Linked DNA regions of Anser cygnoides: region 2 is linked to region 1. The links are chromatin contacts, called in public Hi-C maps. All regions are on one chromosome and are shown on one strand. The core of a region is the stretch at or near the end of the contact, and the rest is flanking DNA. Distances in the headings are between cores, read along the strand shown.

Region 1 (6,659 bases), core at 3,560-6,059:
CACAGCACCGCCACAGACAACAGGTCTCACTCCTCCATCCCCCCAGTTTTGCTGTCCTATCAGCGTCTCTTCCCTTCAGAAAAAGTTCCCCAAACCCAGGTCCCTACAAGTACCTGGGACTATTAGCAGACACCTCTCTCAGGACACTGAAAATTCACCTACACCATCCAAAGTAACGTGTGTAATGTGTGGAGGAGCCAGAAATCACAGAGAGCAGGGACAGAAAGCAAGACAGGACAGAGCAGAAGCAGGAGTCCCCATCGTGCTCTTGCACAGCAGGACATGCAGTCAGAGGTGTCCAACCACGCAGTTATTCCCACCTCTCACACATGACAGGGACAAGCACTGAAGCCTTGTTCTTACCTCAATATCAGGGATGTCATTCAAGTTGAGAGGGCAGAGGACATAGAAGATCTTGTTGCACTTGTAGTCCTTGGAGAAGCGAGGCGTGTCTATCACAGCTTTCACCTGATGGAGGACCTTGCCAAAAGGGCCTTCAAATGATGTAGGAGCAGAGGCTGGAGTCAAGAGAGAGAGAAAGAACAGGCACTGTGAGACTGAGTCAAGCCAAGTATGTCCAAACATGAAAAAACTTTCCTCTTCACCTCAAGAGTCCTGCAAGTATCTCAGCGCAGAATTCCCAAAAAAGGCTTGGGGCTGAACACTCGGGTCACCCAGTGACTGTGCTGCGACCTCCTTGCAGGAGGCACCGCCACACCACAGCAGAGCGTGCTGCAGGCAGGACGGACGGCCAGGAGCTCACCTGAGAGCCCGCAGAGATGTTCAGAGCTGTCAGCGACAGCGCAGGCCTGGTTTTGCACCAGGCAGGAGGCGTTTGCTTGCCTAAGCTCCTCCGCTGTGTGCGGCCAGCCTTACACTCCCCCAGCACCTCTGGGCCTCGCCGCCAGCCCACCCTACCAGCCAGCCCAGGGCTCAGCTCAGCTCCCAAGGCGGGGAGAGCCACGGCTCGCATGGCAGGGCCTTCAGCTGGTCGTCTGCATCGTACCTGGCAGCAGGAACTGGAAGGAAAAGTTGTGCTCCCCAGCTGAAAGGACTCCTGTGGGAAACAAGAGGAAGAGGTGAGGGACAGGTGCCTTGGAACGGCATTTTTGGAGCACGAGCTTCTGGTGAGAGAGGCCGCTGCCTGGGGAAGGCCACGCAACTCATTCAGCTGCCTTCACCCCACCGGACACCACCACGCTCATCCTCCAGGCCCAATGAGTTTCACATCCACTGCTGCCCACCTCTCGTGGGGTCAGGAGACATCCCCGTGCCCAACGAGTTCTAGGTTAAGATACTCTGGAAATAAAGTCACCTGGGGCACAGCTGAAGGGATGCCGGTGCCAGAGAACGCTTCCCGGGGTAGTTCACCCCCGCCCGCCGACACAGGGCACCAAGAGGGGATGCTGCGTGTTTATGTCCCTCCGGCAGGCTGCAGCCGGCCGGGAAGGTGAGGAAGCCCCGGTACTGGGCTGGTGGGCACCGAGCTGGAACCAGAGGCCCAACTCCCAGGCCTAAATCCGCCCCTGCAGAGCCTGGTCCCAAGATGGGACCTGCAGCACCTCAGCCCGTCTGCCTGGATGACAGGGGCCAAGGAGAAGCTTCCACAACGTCCCCGAGTCCTTCCCTTGGGCAGAGCCGTGCCGCGGTGCGGGTGAGCTCCTGCAGAGGCTATGCCACGCTCTGTGCCTCGGCTGTGACGTGGGTGGCTCCTGGTCCCTGTGCCACCAGCAGCGATGCCCCTGGCCAAGCCTGATGGAGAATTCACCCCCAGTCCCAGCTTTGGGCCTCTCTTCCAGAGGAGACCCCTGCTCTCCGTGCAGAGCCACGCACCGGCAGCAAGAGGCCGCGCAGGCTGAGCGGGGAGAGGAGCCTGCGAGCAAACCGAGGCCGTGAATTCCCCCCCACGGCACCGAGCACTTCGGGGCAGGCTGCGGGCTCCCGGCCCCTGGCTGCAGCCCAGCGCTGGAAGCTCAAACCTCGGCGCTGGTTTTCTTCAGCGATCTCACTCCCCAACAGCAGCCTCGAGGGCACAGAGCGGAGCCAAGACACGGCTAAAACCACAGCTACAAGCCCAGGATCCCCCAACCCGCCCTCCCCAGCGCCCAGCCGGGTCCCACACCCCTCCCAGGGCAGCGGCGACCCCAAACCAGGCCCACAGCGTGACCCGGCAGCATCGGGCAGCTCCGCAGGCCGCCTGCCGTCAGACGAGCCCCGAGACGCAGAGGGCCTTCCACGTTTGCTGAACGTGTGTAAACATGGGAGGGTTTGTTTCCAGCTTGGCTGTGCTAACAGCGGACCTGGACACCGAGTAACTCACGCTGCATTTGTTCCCCTTTGTAGGATCGCTGCTGGAGGTGCCGAGGCTCGGGATTTGGCTAGCTGCTGGGTTGGTGCAAGGAGGCAGCTTGCCTGTCCGCAGTGCTGGCTCCGCAGAGCTGACAGGAACGGTCCCAGCGCCAGGGGACTGAGCGGATCACAGGGCCGGGGAAGGGGGGGAAGAATCTGGGGGGAATTGCCCCCATTTGCAGCGTGGTTCCAGGCAGACAAGGCGGTGTTCGGCCCCGTCCCCTTCTCACGTCAGGCAGCGCTGCCCTCGCTGCTGGCAGCCCGCCTCCGGCACAGCCCCAACACGTCTGGGCTGGGGCCGCTGCAGAGGGAGCCAAGGAGAAGCGAGAGCTGTCCGTGTGGGATGGAAGGGGACGGTCTGCTCACTCCCAGCACCCCACTAAAACACCCCCCCGGTGATCGCCCTCCCCGTCCCCCAGACAGAACCAGGCTACGTAGGCTGAAATGCAACGTGCCGGCTTGTCACAAGGTGGAGGCATAAAGCAAGGCAAAGCCCGCGCTGCCAGCCTCCGGCCACCCCAGGCTTCTGTTCCCTTCTCGGGAAAGTCTCGCTGGGTGAAAGGCAGCAGTCTGGGAGACGGGCGTCTTTTCTGGTTACAGGGCAAAGCCTTGCTAACTAACCCGGTGCTTGGTCACTGCTCCAAGAGTTTCTGGGGCTCCATGCAACGCTGCGGCCTCACAGCCGGGCCCTCGCTCTCTGCAGGCCCAGCTCCTGCCCAGCCCACGTCCACCAAACAAAGCCGGGCTGGAAGTGAAGCTGCCAGCGCTTCACGCCCTCAGTTTCCAACCCCTAGTGGAAAACCAGGGGTCCTTAAAATTGCACGGGGCGAGAGATGAAGCCCACCCCGTGCAGCACCAGGCAGGGGCAGGCTGCCAGGCCCACGCCGCTCACAGAGGATGCGGCTGGGCTCTGGGAGCCGCCAGCAACTGACTTGGTGGCACCGATGCCATTCCCCAGCCTCCAGCGGAGTTCAGCACAGAGCACCCAACAGCGCACACCAAGCCCAAGCACCAGCGTTAACTGAGAGCCACAACGAGCCAGGGGAATGCCACGAGCCCTGCCCTCAGCTCCATTAAGCGGAGAGACGCTGCAGGCAATTAGCAGCAGCCCTGGTTTTCAGGCCTGAGCCTTCCCATCGCACACCCTCCTTCCCCCGCCACCCCGGCAGCACGGAGCAGCTCTGTGCCAGCCCTGAGGCGTGCTGTGCCCAGGTAACAAGGGCTGGGTGCTCGCAGAGCCCCAGCTCCCCCCCAGACACCCGAGTTTCTTGCCCGTGGTGCCAGGGCGGGGGCTGCTGGAGCAGGCGGGCTGTGAGCACCAGCCCGGGTGCACGCAGCAGCATCCAGGAGCCTGCACGGCGGGACGAGCACAACAACTCAGTGCCAGAGCCGTTCCTGGGACAAGGGCTAATAAAAGTAGAAGAAAAACAGAAGATCCTGGCCAAATGGGAGGCTCCCACAAAAGCACAGGTGTGTTCGGGCGCCTGGCGGAGCGGCAGGGCTGCTGGGAAGCCCGGGTCCAGCAGGACAGGGGCAGACATTTGGCAGCAGCCCCACGCCGAGCTGCTCCCAGGGCTCCCGCTCATCTCTGCTGGCAGGGATCCCCCCGGCACGGGCACAGAGGTAGCTCCGCGCCTGCCTCGCCTGGGATCACCGAGCCATTTGGGGATTTTGCCACGTGTCGGGTGGCTTTGGCAGAGGGGAAGCTGGCGAGCCCGGTGCGCGGTCCCCCCTGTACTGGGACAGGGAGGTGACAACCACCCCTGAACTCTCCAGCCGGCAGCTCTGCCCCACAGGCTGAGCTCCCATTCCCAAACGCCGGCACGGTTTGTTACAAAGGGGACAATCTGCAGCTGCCCTTGCCCCAGCCACCCTGGCTCCTCTCACCCGGAAATCAGCACCGAAAGCCACCCTGGCACCCTGCAAGGGACACGCAGCGCTTGCCCTCCCTCTGGCACGGGTTGGAGGCAGCACGGCCAGGCTGTCCTCGTGCACCACGGCCCTACAGCGGCAGCGGGACACCCAGGCTGGCTTCGCGACAGAGACCGCTGCTGGCAGCTGACAGAGGTCCAAAGGTTTCCTCTGGTGGCCGCCCCGGCATGCAAACACTGCCCCAGCCCTTTGGGAAGGCAGAGGGCTGCCTCGGGAGCAGGAGCTGCGCTAAGGACACGCTCCAGCAAGAGACCGGGGCGGCCCTGGCAGCGCACAGCACGCCCAAGGGCTCCCGGGCAGCTTTTAAATGCACAAAGCGAGGGGAAAGGGCCGTGCAGGCCACCGCAGCCATTACCTCGATGTTCCCCGAAGCCCAAACAAAGGCCGCTGTGTGTTCAGACGCAGAAGCTTTTCCTGAAGTTTACGTACAGCTAAAAATACCTTGAGAAAGTCACTAGGCAGTGGAGGCAGCCGGATTAGCAGGGCTCCGACACGGGGCCGTACCTTTCCTCCGATAGGAGCTGAGCCAGGGGGCTGGGCTGCTCCCACGCTGGAAACATCCTCCCTAAAAATTCCTGGAGAGAAAGGAGCTGCTGCCCCGACAGGCTGCCACAGCTGGGAAAACAACAAACCTGGAGCAGCAGGGACACGCTAACGGCATGGAGAGCACAGAATGACCTTGGAGATTTCCCTCCTTGCTTCTGCTGCCAGCAGGGATTTGTCTGGCCTCAGGACTCTCCCTTTCACGGCCCTGCCGGTCCCCTTCCACGTTTGGACATGGGCCGTTCGCTTGTCAGGAGGAGATGAGGAAGGGCTTGGTCCATCGTGTGCAGAAAGGAATCTCCTCCATCCACAGCGAGCCCTCTCCCTGGTGCCCAGGAGGTGACTGGGGTGCAGCTCGGCTCCCCGATGTGCCGTGGAGGGACAGAGGTTAACGGGCTCTCCCCAGGGCCACGCAGCACTCCCATGCAAAACTCGAGCCGAGCGTACTCCTGAGCCAGCCCCGGAGCCGGACGCACCCGCAGACAGCTCTGGACTGACACATGAAGGTTTGCCCGTGCCCCCTGTAAGCCAGCACGCTGCCTCCATCCTGCTCAAGGCACGGCCGCTGAGAAAGCAGGACGCTATTTTAACCGTGGGAGGGGGAGAAACCGCAGCACGCCGGTATTTACACTGCTGAACAAGTGATCCGAGCCAAGGTCCCCCTGCCAAGCTCAGGTGCGCCCGGTGCTGGCAGCGATGCGGGCGAGGGCAGCGCTGTGCCCCATGCCATGCAGGGAGAAGCGGCATCAGCCAGGGCTGGGGCTCAGGAACGAGGAAGCCGGCTCTCCATGGGTTTTTCTGCAGCTTTTCCACTGGCAGCCCATGCGGGCAAGCTGCTCTTACCCTACAGGTGGAGCCAGACCTGCCTGGGCTACGAGTTCAAACCAGCGCTGCCACAGAGACATCGGCCAAACGCCTCCTCCCAGCTTTGCTCCCCCAGCCCCAGTAATTCCATCCAAGTTCCCCGCAGGACCAAGGAGTTCTGCGCCTCACAGCAAAGCACCTCCTGCACCTCAGCAGCGGCCTGCCTGCTTCCGAGCAGGCTGACCGCCACCGGGACAAAGCCAGCGCCGCCGGGCTGCTGCCAGCGGGGCATGGAGCTGGAGAGAAGCCAGCAGAGGGCAGGGAGATGCCTCGGCCACCGACACACACACACACACAGCCTCAGTCGAGCCTTGTTACTCACCCCACTGAAATCTCACGCTCCGATGCACCGGGAGGGACAGCCCAGACGTCTGAGCACGCGGGAGCCTGCGGGGCCAGACAACTGGAGCGGCAGCGCAGGGTACAATGCACCTCGCCCTGCCTCGCCAGGCTTTGTCCACAGCTCGACAAGGGCTAAAAGCAGGAATACTCGGTGCATCGCTCCCTCTGCTCCCCAGGGAGGAGGGTGCTGCCTGCTCTGCAGCCGTGACCAGGAGGTAGATGTCCTCCACCCCGGGTGCAGGAGCCAGTTCCTGCCCCGACCACCAGCTCCCGGCTGGCACCAGAGGCCAGCAGCCACCGCTGCTCCAGAGCAGCAACAAGCCGAGCTTTTGGCCCGCGCGTATTTCTTGGTTCTTCTAACAGAGGAGCAGCAGGCCTGGCCATATGGCAATTCCTCTCTGGCTACTTACTGAGCGATGCATTAACGGTGCTGGCCAAGCCACGCAGCACAGACTGGTGCCCGGTGCCCCCCATTCCCCTGCTCGTGGTGATGCGAGCCCCTGCTGCCCGCGGCCAGCCCCCCAACGCCCCCGGGCAAGGAGAGTTCAGCTGGTGGCAGCACTGAAAATGCACAGCTCGGGATCCCTCCTGAAGCTGACGGGGTCGGCGTCCGGGTGGAGGCCGGGAAA
Region 2 (6,577 bases), core at 3,677-6,176, 73 kb after region 1:
TGAAACCCTGCCCAAGGTATCCTCAACACCGTGACCTGTACTTGGGAGGAGCTGCCCTTGATCCCTGCCTTACACCCACCTGGAGCTCCAGGAAGCTGACTTGCCCCTTGTTTGTGCCACCGAGCCTGGCTCTGGAGGAGGGAGGGTGCTGGCAAGGATGCCCAGAACTCGTTTGTGGGCTCCAAGCCAGGGCAACGGAGCTTGGATGAGTCCACGAGCCCTGCAGGGATCAGCCCTTATTAATAGTGTGGCCTGATGAGATACAAAGCAAGCTGGAGAGCAGACACCTCTTCTGGGCACAGTAGGATCTAACAGAGCTGTGAAGACAACTTTGTGGAAATACTCACTCCTCCTGAAAAGCTGCTCCACTGAGATGTCTCTCCAGAGAGACAGCTTATTAATAATGGCATTTCTATTCCATAGCTTTTTACCACTGTATAAAAGAAAACATAAAGCAGCACGTGTACCATCTGTCAAAACTGCAAGAAAGGCCAGAAACTGCCCAAGTCACCCTGCATCGTTCAGTCTCCTCCCTGCTGACAGAAGAGCTCCAGAAGGCGCAGGCTGCAGCACGGCTCCTGCCCCACGCAGCCAGTACTGCTGCTGGTTACCTCTCGCCACCACTTCCCTTGGACCAAGACAACCCCAGCGTAAGGGGATCTAAAATAGCATTTAGAGCATCCAGAAGTACCTGTTTATACACCTACAGGTAACATCTTTGTCGTTCTCCATCCTGAAATGGCTGAATTATTCTGAAAAAGGAATTAACAAGATTTTTCATCTCTTCATTTTCTGGACTAGATGCTTTTCCAAAATATAAGCAAGACCTCCATCGCCAGGGAAGCTGGATAAGGGGATCCTCGCTTACAGTGGAGGTCTCCCACTTACCAGAACTAAGCTGTAGGTGACTGCGATGCCTAAACTATGTAGCAGCTCCCCCAGAAGAGTATCTTGGGGAGGGATAATTCAGTTTTCTGTTGTGTGACATCTGCTCCAGACTTTGTGACACTCCTTTTAAATGCCCAGCTTCCTTCCGGCCATCTGCATCGCAACCCATTGTTCCTGACCACTTTTCAAACAGCTCCCTGCCCACAGCAGTAAGGGGGAACAGGGTGTTCTGCCAACAAGCAGATGCTCGGGAGCATTCAGACATGTGAAGATGCACAACAATGCCTTCAAATTGCTGGGTCCCCACCTCTTTTTATCCTTGAAGTTACAGATTGGTGGAGCCCACCCTTACAACGGTCCCAGCTGTGAATTTTGTGGGATTATGTGGGAAATACTGTCAACGGGTTGGAAATCCAAAGCCGGCAATCAGCGCTCTCTAGGAGGTTGATTTCATAACTGTTCTTTTCCACCAATTTAGGTTTAATCCGGAGAAGTGCAGGAATTACAGCTGTCAGGATCCAGCCCTTTTTGAACAATAAGCTTCCTTCTATGGGAGGAAATTGGTGCAACGGGGTTTCTTGTTGCACCCCTAATGACTCTATTGAGACACTGTGGCCGTAGCATAACTGGAGGTTCTTCTAGAGAAAAAGGCTCCTGAGTACTCTGTCACAACAGTAACCATCCCGTCTGTCAAGCTCACCCCTTTCCTTGCTGTCCTTCCACTGCTTCTGCGCAAAGGAGGTGTGAGAGTGGCTCCTGTCTAAATTTTAGAGCTAAAGGCACTGGGTGGACACACATGGTCCCTCATCAAAAGGTCAAGGTTTAAGTCCCTGAAATGGATGGATCTCAGTGGAAAATCAGGAGCTTTAACAGTGAGGACATACTAGAATAACGTGCTCAGGTTCTTCCTGAGCCCAGCAGGACTTTGGTAGATGCTGCCAAGGCACTGAAACAGCATCAGCAAGAACCACGTTTTCCTCCTAACTGCCAGGTCTGCAAACTAGTGTTGGTGAGGCATCTGCCAAGCGAAGGACAAGCCCTTCCCCAAAAGGGAGCAGTAAATCAGAGATATTACCCCAGCCCCAGGGAGCTCCAGGGAAGCAGGGCACCAGAAGGAGGTGAAGGCAAGGTGAAGGCACATGCAGAAGCAGGGGTACGGGTCCAGCCTAACATCAGGTGCTGCAGGCTGCTCAGGGCAAAGTCAGTAGGAGAAGGCCAGCAAAGGACCACGCTCCTTGTGCCAAATAAGAAAACCACCACAGGAGTTGACACCACCCAAAGACTTGCTGAGAAGGGGAAATTCAGCAACAAACTCACTGAACTGCAGACAAAGCCAAGATGAGCAGGACCGCCTACCAGCACAGAGCACCCAGGATCTGACCTCGTACCCAGATTTGACCTCCTACCCTTCCCTGCTGTGACCTTCCACTCCCACCAAAGGGGCGCATCAAGCCTTGGTACCTCCGGTGCAGTTTTGCACTTCTCCATGGCACAAACCTCATCAGGCTGAGAAAATGCACGTAAAGATGCATATATCTGCTTCAACAACACACACCCCAGCAGCCAATCTTGGAAATCATAGCAAGAACAATTTGGTGGCTTTCCAAGCACTTCAGCAGTACAGAGAGAGATCCGGAGGGCTCTGTGCTGTCTGGGGCTGACAACCTCTGCTCCTTCCCAGGGAACTGCTCGGGACCTCTATTCATTGTCTGTTGACCCAGGGACCTCTGTTCATTGTCTGGTGATGCACCGGTACAGCAGAGGAGGTAGCGAAGAACACATCATGTGAAAACACAACAGATGCTTCCCTGTGGTTCTGTGGCTGCTGAAATTATTAAGACCAGAAAACCTGATTACTTGGGTTTTGAAGCTTTAAATGCTTGAGAAAGGGAATGCTGCGATGTTTGTACGTCGGTAACACTTACCAGGCTCACTTTGGTGAATTTTCATACCTGTTCCCCAAAGTGACACTGGTGAGGACCGTGCTGGGGCAGTGTTTGGGGTGGCACAGAGCCTCCCCTGCAGGAACCTCCCTGCCACTGTAGAGTCCTGATGGGACAGAGCAGAGGACCAGTCACTTGTAAGCCTGATGCCCAGCTCCTTGCTTTGTCCCAAAATTGAGCTTTACCTGAGGCAGCACAGTGGGCTGAGGCATGAAATTAGAACAAGAGGAGATTGCTGTTTGCTAGAGCGTTACAGGTAAGAGACATGACGAGACCAAGTCACGTAGCTCAGTTTAAGGCAGGGGAGATGACGATGGTAGAGCATCATTTTCCCTGTGAAGGGCCATACACCAAGGGCTGGCCAGCCTTGAAAGATGAAGGCTGGTCCCTGGCAAGTGCTGACAGCTGTCCAGGTGCGAGGAACCGGCTGCTCCACTAGCAAGGCAGAACTGCCTCACGTAAGGAGCAGCGAGGAAGCTGGCAGCAGGAGCCTCCTCATCCACGCCATCCTCACCTGCTGGCCGACCTGTGTCCTGAGCTAGACATCCAGGGACCTCAAGGGGGAAGTTCAGGACAGCCCGAGCTTCCCCTCTGCAAGAACAGGCCCCATGTGCACTACACAAGCAGGCCAACATCTTCTAACTCAGTTCTTCAAAGTTAAACCTATGGCAGGTTTCCTTTTTACTTTTATATAGAGAGGTGGCCAGGAATCACCTAAAAACCTCAGTTCGGACAAAACAGAGGAGACCCTCAGCAGCTGATGGGTACCCAGGGGGGGGTCTTCACAGTCCTTCTGTTCAAGTAGATTTGTTCTGTCTCCTTAGAGCTTGGGTCCACAAAGAGCTTTCCTGCATCAAGTCAGTATGTCACAGGAAGGTATATAGTAACCATCTTTTCCACTAATTTTGTATAAAGTAGACCCAGTTCTTCTGCCAGTGGAGGCCTCAGTAACTGAATTTCAGAGCTGCTTTTATCAACTGCAATATTGCAGTTACAGTGCTCTATCAACCTGCTAATGTAGCTCAATCCAAATGACTTGTTTCACAGCTCAACATAAAATTTCAGTTAAATGTTAACCATCCAAAAAGCCTGAAGAACCTCTCTGGGCTATTAGTTACTATGATCTCCCTGGAAAAGCACACAGAGAGGACCAGATTGCTCAAGCTAATTAGAATTCATTGCAAAAATTCATTCCCCAGTCAGGCGCAGCAGGTTTGGAGAGAATGCACTATTTTTCCGTACCGCAGGTATCGCATCCCCGTCGTAAAGACAAACTGTAACATGAGTGCAAACAGGGAGCAGCTCCAGCTCCCTGCTCCATGCCAAGCTGGGAGGGATTTCGGGCGGCAGGGAAGGGCAGTCGGTGGCGCGCTGCCCTCCAGCGAGCATCCGCAGCACTGCACGCTGCTTGCAACCTCGCTGCATCTCCGCATCAATTGCAAAGGGCTACTTGAAGAGGGAAAAAGAAAATACAATTCCCATTAACAGCCCAGTGGTACTGCACCTGGCAGTGTGCCGCTGGGCAATCTGACACAAAAGCATCAGTCTGTTTAATTTCTGGAGCAAAACTATCTTCACCTCAAAGAACGGTAACAGACTTCGATGCTCACTTCTGAAAATATTTTCTGAAAATTGTTTCCTCTAACTTATCACATCTTTTTGCAAGAAAGCTGGCCAAGAGAGCACGGACTGGCAGCCATTCCAATTCTCCCCTGCCCCAGATTTTCCCTCCTCAGCTGAAGCAACAACCTGCAGAGTTTGGGCTCTGGGCTTCAATGTCTTTGCACCATCTGAAAAAACAGGGGAAAAAAAAAATCAGCACTGTGGATACGGGCTAAAACACAAGAGGCCTTTCTGCCTAGCAGTAAGTAGCACAGTCAGACTGGATTAAAAGAAGTTCATGCTTCAGGAGCAGAGCAAGTCAGCCTGCTGTACATGGGAAGCCTTTAGTGACAGAAAGAATCCCTAACACAAACCTAAAAGAAACTCAGAGCCTGAACAGAACATGGACTTGAGAAGGTTCATTGCGAAAGGTTCACCAGCAGTGTGGGATGTTGCTTTGTGTAAGTTACATGACAGTTTAAACGGTTTAAAAACAAAGCTTTGCAAGAAAGGATTGATTGTAATAACCAGTTCCTGTTTCCAGCAAGTTCGATGCCAAGAACTGCCGAGAGTCTGCCAAAAGCAATACTGACCCCAGGAGTCAGAGTGGAGACGAGGTGCACAAAGGCAGCTTGGACTAGAGGGCAGCACCCTTGTCTGTACACAAACCCAACCTGCCTTCCCAGTTTTCCCATGAGATACAGGCAAGTCCCTGCATAAATGGAAAAACAAGGAGGCACGGAGGCAATAAAGAGAGATGGTGCTCACTTTCCTCATGCAGAACCCAATCTCAGGAGAAAGAAAGTGACACAAAGAGGGAGTCGGCAGCTTTGGGGAGGGATTTCCATCTCTGCTTAATGAGCACCTTTTTGGTTTTTTTGTACACAGCTTCAGGAAATGGAGAAGTCTCATGAATATGACTTGGCATTGGGAGTGCTCAAGTTCCAAGAAAAAAAAAAGGGTGATGGGAAAATAAAAGGGCAAGAAAGTAACTGGGCACAGCCAGCATGGGTGGGCTCCGAGGGTTAATTGTGCCTGACAAACCTGACAACCTTCTAAGAAGGGATACCTGGCTTGGTAGACGAGGGGAGAGCAGCAGAGTTTACCTTGACCTTAAAGGGCTTTGGACACAACCGTCTGAAGAACACATACAGTCAAATCCCTTTGCTGTGGTGCAGATTGCCACGTGGAAAACTGGCAAGACACCAGGTCCAGAGGGTTGTGACCAACAGCACAAAGTCCAACTGGCAGCCAGTTACACGTAACATTCCTCAGGGGTCAGTAATAGGGCTAATATTATTTAATGCCTCTATTTGTAACCTAAAGACAGAACACACCCTCAGCAAGTTTGCAAATGGTATCAAGTTGTGAGAATGGCTGACGCACTGGGCAGAGCTCCTGTTCAGAGGGAACTCAACAGGCTGGAGAAATGGCCTGACAGAAACCTTAAGAAATTAAGAGGTAAATACAAAGTCCTGCTCCTGAGCAACGTCATCTAGGTAGGCACTAGTCTGAGGGTGAACCAAAGACCCTCAGAGGTGCCTTCAATACCTGAGTTATTCTGCAATTCGGAACAATTCATACAGACAGCTTCCTGCTTAGAGGACTGGTGAGATTCTTTTCAGATATATTGTACCTGCTGAAATCAATGCAAAGTCACTTGTAAACTCACACAGCTTATTCTTTTCCCATGCTCACCTTCCTGCACACTCTGCCTGACATTTACACTGAGGCAGCAGTAAAAGCAGAACAGGAATTAACAGTATCAGTACAGACAGCAACACAGATAAGCCATGAAGACACAGGCTATTTTTTCAGTTAGAATGTCACTCAAAACCTACACTCAAACCCCACTGCCATTTGGGAACATAGTAGTTCTGGTTTTACCTCACTGGCTCCAAGATTCACTCAAAGCTACTCCTCTGAAGAAAAGTGGGGAGAAAAGGCAAGCAAGAGCCAGACTCAATTTCTGGCCTTCTTCATAAGATGGCTGCTCGTTGCTTCTTGGTCTACTGACAGTGGTAGACATCTCTGAGTAACGCAGCATGTCTTACCACGTAGCGAAGAGCTAGAACCTCAAACAGGAAATCCTATCAGTGGAGCTTATTTCCTCTGACATTTCCATCTGCTGAGCATCTGATCTA

What was found. Hi-C and Micro-C count contacts between places; a contact is called where the count stands out from the background.
Region 2: a contact with region 1 is called in a Hi-C map of liver, with 3 times the contacts expected there. The contact joins two enhancer-like sites. A contact is called at or near these places in 2 of 7 Hi-C or Micro-C datasets (both in liver).

Annotation. Positions count from the first base shown.
Region 1 is chr20:10,111,497-10,118,155 of Taihu_goose_T2T_genome, forward strand. It overlaps ARRDC1 (arrestin domain containing 1), which reads right to left. Exons shown (of 8, transcript XM_066980962.1): 3 at 1,007-1,057; 4 at 364-518. Among named protein-coding and RNA genes, the nearest start is that of EHMT1, 11 kb to the left of the region's middle. Within about 2 kb of position 4,810, at least 2 of the 3 cell types and tissues checked have open chromatin away from gene starts, as enhancers often do. A contact at or near this core is called in liver, where this site is marked.
Region 2 is chr20:10,184,870-10,191,446 of Taihu_goose_T2T_genome, forward strand. No RefSeq gene overlaps it. Among named protein-coding and RNA genes, the nearest start is that of NELFB, 15 kb to the right of the region's middle. Within about 2 kb of position 4,927, at least 1 of the 3 cell types and tissues checked has open chromatin away from gene starts, as enhancers often do. A contact at or near this core is called in liver, where this site is marked.